Linked DNA regions of Urocitellus parryii: region 2 is linked to region 1. A link is a contact called in public Hi-C data. All regions are on one chromosome and are shown on one strand. Each heading gives the region's core, a stretch centred on a gene start, on an enhancer-like site or on the middle of the called end of the contact. The rest is flanking DNA. Distances are from core to core; before and after follow the strand shown.

Region 1 (5,149 bases), core at 1,456-3,955:
AGTCATTTAAAAGGCCAGAACATTTAAATGACATTTTATACTTATATTATTTTGATGTATGTCTGTATTATACTTTCTTTTGCTTATGTAATTAAGAATAAAAGCTTATTTTTACTCAACTAAAATTAATCTGGCAAGGCCTGAAAGCAGATTTTAAATGGAAATATTCTTTATTTGTATACACAATTTCTTGTGAATTAATCTTACCAACTCTAAAATAGCCACTGATTAGAGCAATAGTTGCCGAAATATCAAAGAGTCTATCATGTTTCACTTTAACAATCAAATGACAAATACTTTATAAAAAATCTGACCATGTGGAGTTGGGGTTGTGGCTCAGTGGCAGAGTGTTTTCCTTGCACATGTGAGGCACTGGGTTCAATCCTCAGCACCACATAAAATAAATAAGTAAAACAAAGGTTTTGTATCCATGTTCAACTAAAATGAATTTTTTTAAAATGTGACCATGTAAACAAATACAAGTAGCTCAGAATATACACATGCCTTGTTTTTTTCCATTTCTTATACTTTGTTTGCCTTCAAATAAAAGCCATAATGAGTCTTTAAATCTCTTCCATGAATATCTTCACCATCTTTCTGCCTAACCCCTCTTATCTGTCTCCCAGGATGTCCAACATTCTACAAGAAATGTTCCAGACCATGCCTTAGCCAAAAAATAAAAAAATAAACTGTTTTGTGTGTGTGTGTGAGAGTGTGTGTGTTTTCAGTACTGGGGGTAGAACCCAGGGGTGTTTCACCCTTGAGCTACATCCCCAAGTTCTTTTTATTTATTTTGAGACAGGACCTTTCTAGATTGCCCAGACTGGCCTTGAACTTGTGATCCTCTTGCCTCAGCCTCTCAATCCCTTGGATTAACATTGTTGCCCCACTTCCCCAGTGCCTAAAGATGCCATGATTATCAAATAAAATAACCTAAAGGTTTTGGCAACTTGTCTTTTACTTCATAGACAACCTATAAATACAAGCCCTCTTATTCCCTTATATTCAATGTTCTCGAATATTTCTTACAATCACACAACATTTGATAGTTTTATTTATAATTCTTAAATTTAATTTTGTAATAATGCTGGATGCAAAGTGATATTATTTCCATTTTCAAAATGAAAATTGTGGCTAAGAGAAATTAAGGTAATTCCCAATGTCATACAGATCTTAGTTGGAATAGCTAAAACTCACCCTCAATCTTTTGATCTCAAATTATGCAATACCACTGACTCATGCTCATTATGTTTATGTTCTTAATTCTAAAATGTGATTATTTTCCTGATTCATATTTTATTTTAATAACATATTGTCTTCAGGTTTTCTCTTATTATTTAATGAATACAGTTTGTTTCCTCCTCAACTAAATTCATAGAGGCAACTTCTAAGTCTTAAACTAGAATGTTAAGTTAATGAACTGAAATTTAAAAGTTGTAAAACTTTGCCTTATTTCAGTTCAAAGAAATTGCTTTTACCAGTGGAATTATTAATAGTTCCTGCCTTAAGCTGGCATGTGCCTAGTCTTAAATACAAGTTTATGGGGAAATGCAAATTTTATGGATGCCACTCTTTCTCTAATAAAATAAAAGACAATTCAGCCTAGGAAAAAGAAGGTATTCTCCATGAGTAGAAAAAATCTTTCTTTGCCCAATTCAAATCACACAGAAAAGTTTTTTAAAAAATCAATTTATCATAGTCTTAATTGAACTTTCACAGAATAGGCTCTTCCTCTCTAAAACTGATTGATTATCCCTCTGCAGTAATCTTGGTTTGAACAAATATCTGGATGATCTTCTTTCGGATTTCTTTGGTCTTCACAGTATAGACTATGGGGTTGAGCACAGGAGGTACTAGAAGGTAAGCATTAGCCATGAGGGCATGGGTCAGTGGTGACAGGTGCTTTCCAAAGCGATGAATGACAGAAACCCCAATCAGTGGCACATAGAAGATGAGCACAGCACAGATGTGTGAAACACAGGTGTTGAGTGCCTTCCACCGGCCCTCCCTGGAGGCAAGAGCCATCACCGTCCGGAGTATGAACACATAAGAGAGGAGGATAGAGAGGGAATCTGAACCTTTGGTGAAGATAACAGCAATGAGGCCATAGAGACTGTTGACACGGGTGCTGGCACAGGCAAGGCGCATGACGTCTTGGTGGAGGCAGAAGGAGTGGGAGAGGATGTTGGAGCGGTAGAAGGGAAGCCGCTTGATGAGAAAAGGCACTGGGAAGACCACGCAGACTGCCCTTGACAAAATGGCCACCCCCGTTTTGCAGACCACTCTGTTGGTTAGGATGGTGCTGTACCTAAGGGGGTTCCAGATGGCCACTACGCGATCAATGGCCATGGCCACCAGCACACCTGACTCAATGGCTGAAAAGGTGTGGATGAAATACATCTGAACAAGACAGGCATCAAAGGCAATGAACTTGTAGTTGAACCAGAATATGCCTAGCATAGAAGGCAAAGTACAAAGAGTGAGCCCCATGTCTGCAAAGGCCAGCATACACAGAAAGTAGTACATGGGGATATGCAGGGATGGTTCAGACTTGATGGTGGAGATGATGACGCCATTGCCAAAGAGAGCAATGACATATATGGCACCCAGAGGGAATGCCATCCAGTAATACTCCTGTTCAAGTCCTGGAATTCCAGTTAAGACAAAGTATGGGTGTTGAAAGTGGGAGTGGTTATTACCTGCCATGGAACCAATGTGATGTGGACATAGGGAGGATCCTGATGAGCGACTTCCTAAAAATACAGTGACAGGGATTAATGATATGTTAAAACCTGACTTCCCTGTACCCATTTTATGTCCCCATGGCTGTGTGCAGGATAAAAGGGTAACATAAAAGAAAACAGAGATCCTGAGATTACTATTCTGAGGTATGGCCTACTGAGGAAATTTTAACTAGCTCAGAGAAAAATGACCTACCCAAGGACAAATAAGTCACATTCAGTTTAAGCAAATCCATTCAGTAAAAATCTTCTATCTGTCCTATCCTTTCTTTCTAATCAGTATCTTATAAGCTGGTGAATTGGAAGCTGAGGACAAATAACATAGTTATATAAATCTAACAGAATCAATATAAAATATGAAATTGATTTTCCATAAATGATTCAAATACAAACAAATCATACTCTTTGTGCCCAGAGCTTTCTAGAAGGCAGTAGGACAGATGGAAATGTCCAGTTCACATGCTGATATTTCCACTTTGAGCATAACTTTTCTTCATCCCCACTGAGCTTGTATATGCTCTCAGATCATATTTAACCCAGGCACCACAGACCGCTTCTTAAATCATTTAAATTGAAATGAACTTGTTGTTTCTACATTAGCAAGATCTTAGCAGGAGGGAGAGTAAATTATACTTGGGAAGCAACAAGAAGATTCCTTTTTAGAGTAACCCATTCTATCCAAACAGAAGTAAGACACCAGGGCTCACCTAAAGATATTTTCAGGATTGAAATCATTCGTAATCTTCTACAGTGAAAGCACAGCGATCATGCCACATCTGACTTAGGGTATATTATAGAGGCCTTAATGGAGATCCGGAAGATGTGCTTATATTGCCAGAACCAGTAACCTCTCTTTATCTTAAAGAGCCCCCGATGGAGTTTTGACATGATTGAAGCCAGAGGTAGAACAAGCCCTTTTTCAAAAGCTTTCAACCTTAAGATTCTCATCTGTTGTCTTTATCAATTGATTGGAATAAAGTTTGCTAAGAACTCTAGATACATATATTGAGTTCCCCCTGTGCAGTCCCCGTATGTGAACATGTGGATAATAACAGTGTCTGTCCCATAGGATCAATGTGTGAATTAAAATGTAAAGGCTATAGAAAGAAATGTGTGCTTTTATTATGATCACTAGGAATAAAAAGTTTTATTTCTCATGTACTCTTAGTATTGATATTAGATTTTTGTTTCTTTTTTTTCCTTGATTTTGTTGTTGTTGCTTTTGGCAAGAGCTCTTTTCAATCAGTGGAAGTGGAACTAATAGATACTCTCCTGCCACAAAGAATAACAATTAATTTGTAAATTTTTTAATAAAATATTTTGTCCTTTGCTGTGCAATTGTTGAATATCCCACTCCCAGACTCTGTTCCCATCCCTGGCTGACCCATTCTCATGATGAATTAAAAAAATTAGAACTTTTCAAAAAATATCCTCAAATACCCTCTCGAAAGATTTGTAATTAAGATTTCCCCAGCCAGAACATTTTATCTATTTATATAAAATATCCCTTTCCTTCCATTATTATTATGAAAGACTAACTATTCAAATACATGATCTATTAGATCTCTGCCATATATGTTCTGTCTTGATAAACTGTTGTTTAAGTTTTGGGGTGTCTCAGTAATTTTTTTAAATGCCTACTAAATTTTTCAAATAACTATTAAAAAAGTGGGGTGAAGAAAAATTTTAAGAGGTGAGAAAAATGACAGGAGGAGAAGAAAATAAGGTGAGAGGAGGAAAAGAGAAATGTGAGAAAAATAAAAAATTCCATGAAAAGTTTTAAAAAATCAATCTATTTCACTATTTGTTACAGACCTGAAGCTTACATAATGAAAATGAAAATAGCTTTATCTTGCTCACTTCTTGTCATTAGCAAACCAGAGGAGAAAATAGAGGAAGAAACTACACAGCCTTGTTGAGGAAGATTATAACTAAGTACACCAGGAGCTGGGGACTCCATCAGAGGGGACAATCCAAATCACATCTCCTGGCCAAGACCCTGACCTTCTAATATGAGTCCTCAGATGCTGTTATTAATCTGTATTGTCCAAGACCTATAAAATAGAGTTCAAATCTATCTTCAAATATTAGGCTCTTAGATGAAGTTCGTGCTTTGGCATTTTATTTGACCCTCATCTCCAGCATCTGGGGGAAAAACAGATCATACAAGCATCTGTAGCTCTCCCTCAGGTTCCACAAATCCTGTGGCCTCACTATAGATACTGTATTGAAGAAGCACATGTAGAATAAGATTATAAAATCTATTATATGATAACAGCAAATAATGAAACAAAAGCAAACTTTAATTGTTGTAAAAGGAAAGAATATACAGGATTCCAGGCATTCTGACTGTGGTGGATAATAGAGTAAGATGAAGACTGAAACGAACAGGAAAAACTTACCCTTCA
Region 2 (5,149 bases), core at 738-3,237, 220 kb after region 1:
GTCTCAGCGTGTGAATGTCCACTCATAAGAAATGTAAAACAATTTTCATTTTCAAAGCTGATGTGTCTCACCAGGCCATTGCTCTTGTCCACTCCCAAGAGAGGTAAAAGGTTTCCACTAACCTTCCACTCTGACCCTGGCTCTTCTGGGGCATGTCAGTGTTAAGGTGGGTTTAGGTCCCAAGTCTGAGAGTTCAGTTTGTGATTGCCTCTAAGACCCACTATAACCAGATTTAGGGCAGGATTTAAAAATGGACTTATGTTTACCTCTGTGTGTTTTTTCTCAAGCTTCTCTGATAGAATCATCAAAAGTAGCAGCAAACACCATTCCCCCCAAGGACTTGCTCCAAGAGAAACAGAATTTCCAGGGGAAGGGCCCAGAAATATGTTTGGAAAAAACATTTAGTTCCTTTCCCCTACATGATTTTTTTTTTCAATCAGAGAAAATTAAGGGAAGTTTTTCTCTCTGGAAAGCGGTAAGGTAGGGGTAAAAAGGAATTGTATTTCCAGCCCTAACAAACAAGAGAACAGAATCTGCCATTGAGATCTCTCAAGTCCAAAATTGTACTTGGCTGGGGTATGACATGGAAACTAGATGCAGCCTGGACACAGAAAGAGAACCTTTCACTGCTGCTGCCATTACCATCTGGAGGTCACGGGCACACCCTTTCTTTCTCCCTCTCTGCATGGTGATCTTGCATCACTACAGGCTCAACTTCTCTTTCTACACAGACCACTCTGTTCTAAGCCTCTAACCTAATTTGTCTCATGATCATTTGCCCCCAATAAGATCCTTTCGAAACCAGTGCCTCAGCTCTGATCCTGAGCTCAGTGAGTAGACCACCCAGCACCCAAGTCACCAAGGTCAAGGCAGCTAGTCCCATCTCCACTTGCCTGTCTTTTCACTCCTACATGTGACTTTACTTTTGCAATTAATCTGTTAGGGCTTTTCCCCTTATTTGACATAAGTTCCCTGCTCCCAATCTCATTAAATCAATCCCTTTGTCCTGATTATGAAAAGAGCCTTCTAACTCACCTCCCTGCCTCCAAACCCAGCCTACTGCAATCCTCCTTCCACACCACTACCTCTAAACAGCAGGAGGACATATTGAGTGATTCCGGAGACTTTGAGACCAAGTGGGAATTCCATAGTCTGCACACAAGCCTCTTCCCAGTGTGGCTCCCACATAACTTTACAGCCCGACTTCTGGGTTTCCTTCTTTGTTACCAATTACCAATCCAAACAACAACAACACCCCCCCCCCCCACACACACACACACACACACACACGGCACACTTGACATTTTTCCTGGAAATTAATTCCCCTTGCCTTGCTTCTTAAGTGAAGGGTAGGAGGCTGCAACTCAGGGTCCTGTTCAAGGGATCTGCAAAGCTTGGAACTGGCCTCAAAGAGGTTTGAAGAAATTCTTCTTTGGGTAGGTCACTGAACACAGGGTAGGGTCTGGGCTACTGTAATCTGGAAAGGCTGCTTACTGTCAGACCTTGCCAAGCAGAGCAGCCAGACTGCTCAGAGGTCGGTCTCCCTCATATCATGAGACCTCTGTGCAGTGCTCAATCTGCGCTGATTTCCCAAAGCCAAGCAAGCCTCGCCTTGCCTCCTCCGTCTGGTCTAAGCCTGGCATATTCGCATCAAAGTCTCTCTGCCCAAGGGCGCCACGCATATATAGCTTCTCTGGGGACCCTAGAGAGTGCAAGGAGTGATGAAGAGTGAACTGGGACCGACAGGCGCCTAAGGGCAGCTGATCCCTGACTCCTACCTAATTCTTCTGAGGCCAATGTAGGAGACTAGGGGGAGTAGTAGTTGCGTAGGAGGGAGGGAGAGAGGAGGAATGGTCGGGATGGAGGAGAGGAGTTAATGGAATGGGAATGTGGACGCGCACCAGAAAGCGCAACGGGGATCCCGCGCTTGGCTTTGAAGGCACTATCCAAGGGGTTACCAAGCTGCAACAGGGACTCTCTCGCGCCATGATGCTGCCCTCTTATGGTCACAGAGGGGAGTTACAATCGCGTAGCTGACTCTGAGCAAGGCCTCTTAGGAAGAAGCCTCAAGGGCCAAGACTCAAGACTCATGGACTTGGGAGTTTGAGCGCCTCCTCGCAGCAGCACTACCTTGCACTTCAGCTCTTCCTCCCTTACCTCTCATGCCAACCTTTTCTTTTTTGGGTCACCATTCATTGCTCACTTGTCCCTCCAGAAAGAGACAGTGTAGTGTGTGGTTTGAATATGGGGCTGAAACACTCATTAATGATATGACCACCCTAAAGCTCAGTTTGATGTGAAAAATAAGATAATAGCAATTCTCCAGTGAATGTTTTTGTTTATTATTAGTTGAAACAACTGCCAATGGAGCCAAAGGAAACCCGTGAGAGAGTGTTACAATTGCCTGAAGTTAAGAGGGACAAGTGTGAGGCCAGAGAACAAAAGGTCAAAAGGTCCCTGGTCCCTTTAACAAGTGTTGGGTGGGGACAGAAGCTTAAAGGCAGCAGAGTGAATGGGTTGAAAGCAAATGGAGAAAGTAGTTGAAGATGACTCTTTAAGACATTTGTATGTGAACAGAAGAAAGTGAAATGGGCAAGACTTGAAGAATTAAAGCTCCACAGAGGTTGAATACAAGTAAATATCAGCAGAATGGAGTTAATAGGGAGGCCACCTGTCCTTCACATCTCACACTATTGGTGGGGTTCTTCTAGGCTATGACCCAGGTAGACCCTCTATATAGCAACCATGAGCAATTCTACTTGATCCCATAGTTTCCGTCACCCAAACAGGCCAGACCACTCCCCTAAACTTAAGACATAATAGTGTGTATTGGACATTGAAGTCCCTCAAGCATTTTAAACTCAATACTTAACTCATTATCTCTAAGCTCATTCTCATTATCAACTAAGCTTATTATTGCTGATGCCCAGTGTGAAACCTGTTCTCTGTTTCCTGTCCCTGTCCTAAAAATGACTCTCTTGGTGCTATAACTTGGATCTGGAATGTCCCCCAAAAGCTCATGTGTTGAAGGCTTGGTCCCCAAGGCAACAATGTTTAGAGGTGGGACTTTGGGGAAGAGATTGGATCATGCAGGCTCTGATCTCATCCATGGGATAACCTCTGGGTGGGCTCATAATTGAATGAGCTACTGGGAAGTAGTGGAAACTTTGGAGGTACAGCCTAGTTGGAGGAAGTAGGTCACTGAGAGCATGACCTGAAAGGGTATATCTTATCCCTAACTCCCTTCCTCCCTCTTTCCCTTTTCCTTTCTTCTTTTCTTCCTTCCTTCCTTCTCCTTCCTTTTCCTCCTTCTCTTCTTCTCCTCTTTCCAGATGCCATGAGGTGAGCAATTTTGCTGTGCCAGGACTTCCCCTCCCCTATGACGTTCGGCCTCACCCCAAGAACCAATGGAATTGAGTGACCATTTACATAAACTTATAAAACCATGAGCCAAAATAAATATTTCCTCCTGTAAGTTGATTTTTTTCAGGCATTTTGTTGCAGCAACACAAACTTGACTAACACAGTTGCCCAAACCAGAAATGTTCAAGTCATCATTCTGGCATGCTCTCTCTCTCTCACCTCCCTCTCCACCATATCCAATTAGTCATTAAGTCCTCTTTTTTTATGTACTAGAAATATTGTGAATCAGATTATTTTTCTCTATCTCCTTCAACTTTTATCCAGTCCAAGCCAAGATAATCTGTTGCCTAAATTATCAGAATAGTTTATTCACTGGTCAGTCTCCCAGAAGAGCTTTCCTACCAATCCTTTGTCCATATTATTGGCAGCAAAAGTTTCCAAACACAAATTCAGTTCATAGAAATTTCCCACTGCTTTAGGAATGGAAGCTGGAAGTTCATACTCCATAACCCAGCTCATTAGAACTCCATGAGCTATCTTAGTGCAAATTACTCATCCCCATCTCTAACCATTCTACCTTCTTTTTTGTATGCTAAGTCCAAGATGTACCAAAAGAGTCCAACCACCTAAATATGGCATACTCTGTCATCCTCTGCCTTCATGTACATTCTCCTCATGGTAAGAACACTTCATCTCTTCCTTGTTCTGATTCATTCTTACTTTCATTTATCTGTTTAAATATCCTTCTTAGATTAAGGATGCCAATTCAGATACTAGGAATAGGAATATAAAGAAGAGATGCCACACTGAATCATTATGATGAAGAGGTCTGATAGCAAACATAGCAAAGGTAGAGATTCTAGAGTTAGCTTCTAGTTAGCCTCTAGTGGCAGGTTTGGGAGTAAGATCTGAAGGTAGAGTGAAAACTCCACTGGAGTGGAACTCCAGGGTAGTTTGATGATATTGCTGGCTGCATCATCAATAAGTCACTGAATATTTTTTAATATGTCATTTTCCTATTTAAAATAGGTTCCTGTCATATTTTATTGTTATTTTTGGTCAGCATTTTGGTTGGCCTCAGTCCCTTGCCTCCTGCCTAAATTTTCTGCTATTCACATCCATAGCAATGGGTCAATACAATCAAACACTATACTGGTATGAGGGCACTATATAGTCTTTAACACTATAGAGCCTATGTTTTTTGTCCACACTTCGTGAATAATTATATAACGCAATTACATTGTTGGTCACATAACATATTCTCACAGTAGAATTTATAATGACATTTTTAAAGTTGTTTTTTAAATTTTTTGCATTGTGGTCATATAGCAAACCTAAAAAATTATATATTTAAAAATTCAATTAAATGATATTTAGCCAGGCACAGTGGCACATGCCTGTAATCCCAGCAGATTGGGAGGCTGAGGCAGGAGGATCTCGAGTTCAAGGCCAGCCTCAGCAAAAGCAAAGCACTAAGCAACTGAGACCCTGTCTCTAAATAAAATACAAAATAGGGCTGGGGATGTGGCTCAGTGGTTGAGTGCCCCTGAGTTCAACCCCCAGTACCAAAAATAAATAAATAAATATACATATATTTTGTAAAAAAATAAATTCAAAACTGTTCTTACGGTTCTTTTAGTAACTATTGAAATAAAAGTACCAATGTGATTTATGGAAGGCAGCCTGACATATTTAGAGAAAATTTTATACTCCCCAGTAAAGGAATTTAAAAGCACTAAAAGAAGCCAGAAAAATAAGACAATGAACATAAGTAAAACAAATCAAA

Evidence for each region. Hi-C and Micro-C count contacts between places; a contact is called where the count stands out from the background.
Region 2: a contact with region 1 is called in a Hi-C map of muscle, with 4 times the contacts expected there. The contact joins the promoter of Or51d1 here to the promoter of LOC113191381 in region 1. A contact is called at or near these places in 2 of 2 Hi-C or Micro-C datasets (liver and muscle).

What each region holds. Positions count from the first base shown.
Region 1 is chr4:61,858,671-61,863,819 of mUroPar1.hap1, forward strand. LOC113191381 (olfactory receptor 51H1-like) reads right to left here and starts at 2,706. Exons shown (of 1, transcript XM_026401102.2): 1 at 1,750-2,706. The coding sequence starts at 2,706. The coding sequence ends at 1,750.
Region 2 is chr4:62,076,768-62,081,916 of mUroPar1.hap1, forward strand. It overlaps Or51d1 (olfactory receptor family 51 subfamily D member 1), which reads right to left and starts at 1,988. Exons shown (of 2, transcript XM_026400943.2): 1 at 1,902-1,988. The coding sequence starts at 1,988.